Regions from separate parts of the Mus musculus genome. Here region 1 is linked to region 2. The links are chromatin contacts, called in public Hi-C maps. All regions are on one chromosome and are shown on one strand. The core of a region is the stretch at or near the end of the contact, and the rest is flanking DNA. Distances in the headings are between cores, read along the strand shown. Region 1 has its middle 60 kb from the start of Gm34790. Region 2 overlaps Arl15 (ADP-ribosylation factor-like 15).

Evidence for each region. A called contact is a pair of places that touch in the nucleus more often than the background predicts.
Region 1: a Hi-C map of liver shows a contact between it and region 2, with 3 times the contacts expected there. The contact joins two enhancer-like sites. A contact is called at or near these places in 1 of 15 datasets of contacts at CTCF or cohesin (the NIH/3T3 cell line), 19 of 484 Hi-C or Micro-C datasets (the AML12 cell line, the C2C12 cell line, Sertoli cells and 14 more) and 1 of 115 datasets of contacts at active chromatin or transcription factors (trophoblast stem cells).

What each region holds. Positions count from the first base shown.
Region 1 is chr13:114,756,555-114,759,254 of GRCm38.p6, forward strand. No RefSeq gene overlaps it. Among named protein-coding and RNA genes, the nearest start is that of Gm34790, 60 kb to the right of the region's middle. Within about 2 kb of position 1,402, at least 4 of the 459 cell types and tissues checked have an H3K27ac peak or open chromatin away from gene starts, as enhancers often do. A contact at or near this core is called in liver, where this site is marked.
Region 2 is chr13:114,085,133-114,087,897 of GRCm38.p6, forward strand. All of the region lies in intron 4 of Arl15 (ADP-ribosylation factor-like 15), which reads left to right. Among named protein-coding and RNA genes, the nearest start is that of A430090L17Rik, 65 kb to the right of the region's middle. Within about 2 kb of position 1,374, at least 21 of the 459 cell types and tissues checked have an H3K27ac peak or open chromatin away from gene starts, as enhancers often do. A contact at or near this core is called in liver, where this site is marked.

The DNA.
Region 1 (2,700 bases), core at 152-2,651, 670 kb after region 2:
CCATGTAAAAATGTCTGTAGATACACAAAATATTTTTTACAATTTAAGTATGTATGTTTAAAGCACATATACTGTCCTTCCCACCCAGTTGTGTGTGTGTGTGTGTGTAAGCTATAATTTCTGACGATTAAAATCATTAAGAATTGTTAAAGCAATATTTAGTGGTCTCTCAATGCCAATGACTTAGGTAAACTATCTGCGTCTTGTAAACGTTTCCAAGAAACCCTGTGAACCCTCCGTCATTTGCTCCAAGGACTCACTTTAGGAACATTTGGTTTTCAGTTGGTGCTAATAATCTTTTCCCCCTTACAAATAATTCCACGTTTACTTAAGTACAGATGGTATCTGTCTGTGGCCAGAAAAACACTTTCTAAGATGCACCCTAGCTCAAGTAACTAAAAAGCATCTTCAGCATAAACACACAGTCACAAGAGAGAGGCACCAAACACGAATCCCCCAAGAGCATCGTCACTGGCTTTCTCCAACTTACAGGTCTGAGTAGGTTAATGTTTAAATGTCAAATCTAGAAGACAAGTGTGTCAGAGATTGAAAACTGACCAAATGGTTCTACACATAACTCAGTGGGAACGGTAACTTAGCAGCTCCCCCAACTCCCAATTCCATGTTGAAAACAAGATCATGTCTATATCCCAAAACCCTGCCAGATAGAAAGGATCACAGCTTTTAAATGAGCTTAGAGACCAAGTATGGTAATATGAGTCCCAGACACTTGATGGAAAAGACTGGTGAATTCATTTCTCATAATTTAAATATTCCCCTTAAATCCCTATTGGCATAGAATTAGCTTTTAAAACTTGAATGCCAGAGAATGAGGAGATATTGGTAATACAATAGTGATGATAGCTATATCTGTACCTATGGGCTCTGCAGTAATTGACTAAAATACATAAACATCTGGAAGCTAGTTTAGTTCTTGTTCATCTCTCATCAATTACATGGCCAATGAGCTGTTGTTGTTGTTTTTTTTTCTAAAAGAGACTATTATTAGAATTTATGAAAAGAACTTCAAGTTCCTTTTTGGAACTATTGTTAGCTGGTACTGGGAGGGTTGTTCTGAACATGTACTGCCACCCAATGGAGAGCTGTCCAAATGACACTAGCAATAAGGTGCCAACAGCCTATGTCTTCCTCAGGAGTTCTCTCAAAGTGCCTTTCAGTGTGGTGACTAGGGTCTAGTTTGGCTGGTGTGCTCTGGGTCATGGCACAGAGAAGGGATCTTCACCTAAAACATATTTCTATAAGTCCTAACCAATCAGCTTCATCCAAAATGTGATCAAAGGTGACTGTAGTAAGATTAAATGTGAGCAACTGAAGCAACGCCAAGTAGGAAGAACCTCTTCAGGGCAAGGTAAAGCTGACCTACCCAGGTCATGGAGAAATTGTGTCACAAGGAGGTGAATCTGGGAAAAACAAACAACACTGGAACAAAGCACAGATTCCCTTGTCAGCAGTGTGCAATTTTTGGCCCTAGTTTCATTTCCCCAGGTTGATATATCGAGGTCAAGGTTGCTTGAAAGGATAATTAACTAGAATTCTCCATAAGATCCCTTTTGGGTCCTCACTTATTATAGTATCCATAGCACTATTTGAGTTTACAATGACAACAGAAGTATTTTAAAATGAAGGAAAGATGATTAAACTTATTTTTTTTTGAATTTCTCATAAGAGAGGTCTATTCTGCAAGGTTTGGGAGGGCCCTGATACTTCTTGCATCTTCATTCAGAGCTTGAGAGCATTAAAATTTTGTTCTATAATAAATTTGAGGGAGGGAGAGAGAGGGGGAGGGAAGGGGGGGAGAAGAGGAGAGGAGAGGAGAGGAGAGGAGAGGAGAGGAGAGGAGAGGAGAGGAGAGGAGAGGAGAGGAGAGGGAGAGGAGAGAGAGGAGATAGGTGAAGGAGAGGAAAGAGGAAGGGAGGAAGAGAGAGGGGGAGAGGAGAAGAGAAGGGAGGAGAGGAGAGGAGAGGAGAGGAGAGGAGAGGAGAGGAGAGGAGAGGAGAGGAGAGGAGAGGAGAGGAGAGGAGAGGAGAGGGAGAAGAAAAAGAGAGGAGAAAAGGGAGGGAAGAGGAGAGAGAAAAGAGAGAGAGAGAGAGAGAGGAGAGAGAGAGGAGAGGAGAGGGAGGAGAGGAGAGGAGAAAGAGGAGAGGGAGGAGAAGAGAGGAGAAAGAGGAGAGGGAGGAGAGGAGAGGAGAAAGAGGAGAGGGAGAGGAGAGAGAAGAGATAGGTGAAGGAGAGGAAAGAGGGAGGGAGGGAGAGAGAGAGGGGGAGAGGAGAAGAGAGGAGAGGAGAGGAGAGGAGAGGGAGAGGAGAGGAGAAAGAGAGGAGAAAGAGGAGAGGGAGAGGGAGAGGGAGAGGGAGGGAGGGAGAGAGAGAGAGAGAGAGAGAGAGAGAGAGAGAGAGAGAGAGAGAGAGAGAGAGAGAGAGAGACCTGTTGACAGAGGCTTCCTTTATGTAGAAAGTCATCATCAAGAAATACAAAAGGTGAATTGCTAATTCACTGAAATCCTGGTATACAACACTTCTTTCATTTGAAGCATCACTTCATGTTCTAGAAGTAACAGAGGGAATCCAAGGCCTGGGTGGGACTCATACCCACAGGAACCAGAGGTCTTAAAAAAACAAAAACAAAACAACAACAACAACAAAAACAGTGAGAGTTGTCAAGAAGACCTAAGTTTAGCA
Region 2 (2,765 bases), core at 124-2,623:
CACACACACACACACACACACACACACACTACAGCCATTTAGGTATTGTTTCTTTTAATCCAGATTTCGGGCAGTAAAACCAATTGAGTCCAAAGAAATAAACTGTTAAGTCAAAACAACAGTTGAAAGAAGCAAGGATCGGTACTTTAAATTGTGCCAAAGAAGCGAAGTTGCCAGATAGGTTCTGAAGGATTCTCTTTCTCGGGAGACTTCTGTGGATTTTGAGCGCTTATCCTTCCCATAGGAAGCGCTGTTGGTATCATGGTGAAGGGAAGTGTCAGAATCAGGCCACCCCAGGACTCCCCCCTCTCCCCAGTGCTGCATCAGGACCAAGTAGGTCCCTGCTAAAGACAGACATTGAAGGAGGTACAGGCTAGGAGCAGGAACGCTTGCAGAGGCTGGAGGAAATGATCAGCTGCAAAAGGCAGAGTTAGTAACGGAGGATGTTTTCTTCTCGTGTTGACATCAGTGTCGCCCACCTCTAGATGTGCTATTCTGAAAACCTGACTTAGAACAAGCAGTGCTCAAGAAATGGCAAGAGCCCCACAGTAAAATTCAGTCTCCTGACTCACGCGCTAGACGAACCTTAATGTGGCCATGCCTGGGTGGTTCTGGGAATTAGTATTCCACCCCTACAAATCTAAACCACTTGCTACTTGGACAGCACCTTGTGTTTTACAAAACACTTCACTTAGGCGAGTTTAGACACATTGTTATAAAGACACTTTCTTATCCCCTTTCTGGGCAAGGAGCTAGATCTTGGGTGGTTGTGGACGGGAATTTCATAGCTTTCTATATGGGGGGGGGGGCTTTCTCTATATAGAATTAGCATGTTTGAAATGTTCAAAGAATCCTGGACTTTAACATTCTTCTTGCCTCAGAGTTTTCGTTCAGTTGCTGTGACAAGTGAATTAGGGGGTCAAGGGGGGAGCAAAAACAGTTTCAGCTAAGGCAGGACCATCTGCTGACCAGTCAGCCTTCCACCCTCAGCCGGGGCATTAAGACTCATGTTCTCATTGCAAACCTAATAGCTGTCTTGGCTGAGGTATCGTCTCACACATACAGATCCCAGAACCTTAAATATACGTGAAAATATATGACTGCCGTGTGATTTTTCTTTTTAAAAAAAAAAAAATGCAAATTCACCTGCAAGCCTTCCTGAATTTGTAATAAACTCTGAGCCTTAGACATGCTCACTGGAGATATAGATCACTTGTAGGATTCAGTCACAACACTATCACCACCCCCACTCCACCCCACCCCAAGTTTCTTTTGCCACTTTCCTTTTTTACACTGAAGTGTTGGGAAACAGGTAGCCCAGGTGACCCGGTCCCTTTGTTGACATAGAGTCTGGGAAACAGCACCCCCCCACCCCCACCCCCCAGATAAAGATAGTCAGTGCTCTGGATGGTCGGTGGCTCGGTCCGCCTATTCTGAGTAGAGTGACTCAGACATTCCACTTAAGTGGCATACTTTGTATCTTTCATCTTAAGAGTATAAATACTTCTTAAAAGTCCACGTGGAGACAGAGGAAGAAAATGAGCAAAGGGAGGGTGGGGAGTGAGGGGGCCCTGCCCAAGGTCACACTGGGCACGGATGGAAGCAGGGCATAGAACCTGATTCTCCTGGCTGGAATTCATTGTTCTCAGGCCTTCCTTCCAGTGACTCGATAAGGCGTTTTCGTCTCTAATTTCATCATCAAAGAGCCTGGGTCTGAAATTCTTATATTTTATGATAGCATCTTCCAAAATATGATCTCCTCTATCATTGGGGTCAATCAATCAGGTTAGTTTATTTTGGCAAAGTTCTGTGGACTTAGGTTCTGAGATTATATTGATCTATAATTCCATAAAAACTGAGACGGGGTATTCATGACACAGAGTTGATGGGAATGTTTTCCAGTTAAGCAATAATTAACCTTACAGATGAAGCTATTGGTGCCTATCATCTCTAAATAGGGCAAACCACTACGTGTAGGAGACAGCTAAACTGAATTAATAATACAAACGAAGCAGTAGTTGGTTTTGGTTCAGGTGCTTATATAATGAATTTATCAGTATTTATTTTGTTAATCTATCAATAATAAAATTTTGATTTGTTGCATATATAATAAAAGATGTATTTACTACCATGGGCAGGCGGATGCTCTCTTTACTCATTTCCTCCATGTGGACATGTTTACAAAGTATTTAGACCACTAAAGATGAAAGATACAAAGTATCTTTTTTACACCCCTCTCCAGCCACCATGGGACCCAAAGGCTCCAGGAGAGACTTTTAAAGTGTGAAGTTAATTTCTGTTAGAGTCCATCATCTTCTTTGAGTTCATCATCCATCTAAACAATTGACCTAAGAGCTCTGGCAATAAGTAACACTTTCATGCTGTTGCTTCACCTGGCATCCTCTTTCCTGTATGCATGGCTTTCTTTCTGAATACCAATGTTGCTGGACCACCATCCTCGCCTGCAGCCCAACACCAGAAGAGTCTTGAGTGGCTGTGTTATTGTTGCTGTTCTTGCTTTTGTCCCATTTGTCCAGTTCCATTGGCAATGGCACTTCCATGCATCAAGCAATGTCTTGGACCAGTCATCCTGTCTGCTGCCTTGGACTGCCCAGCTAGCCTTGTTGCCGCCACATTTTCCCAAGCCTTTTTCCCCCTCCTACTGGAAACCTGCTCTTAGCAGTTGCCTTCTTCAAATTGTGCAGTGGCTCCTCATGTCCCAAAGTATAAAAGTTCACATTTTTTGGCACAGCGCGAGCGGCCCT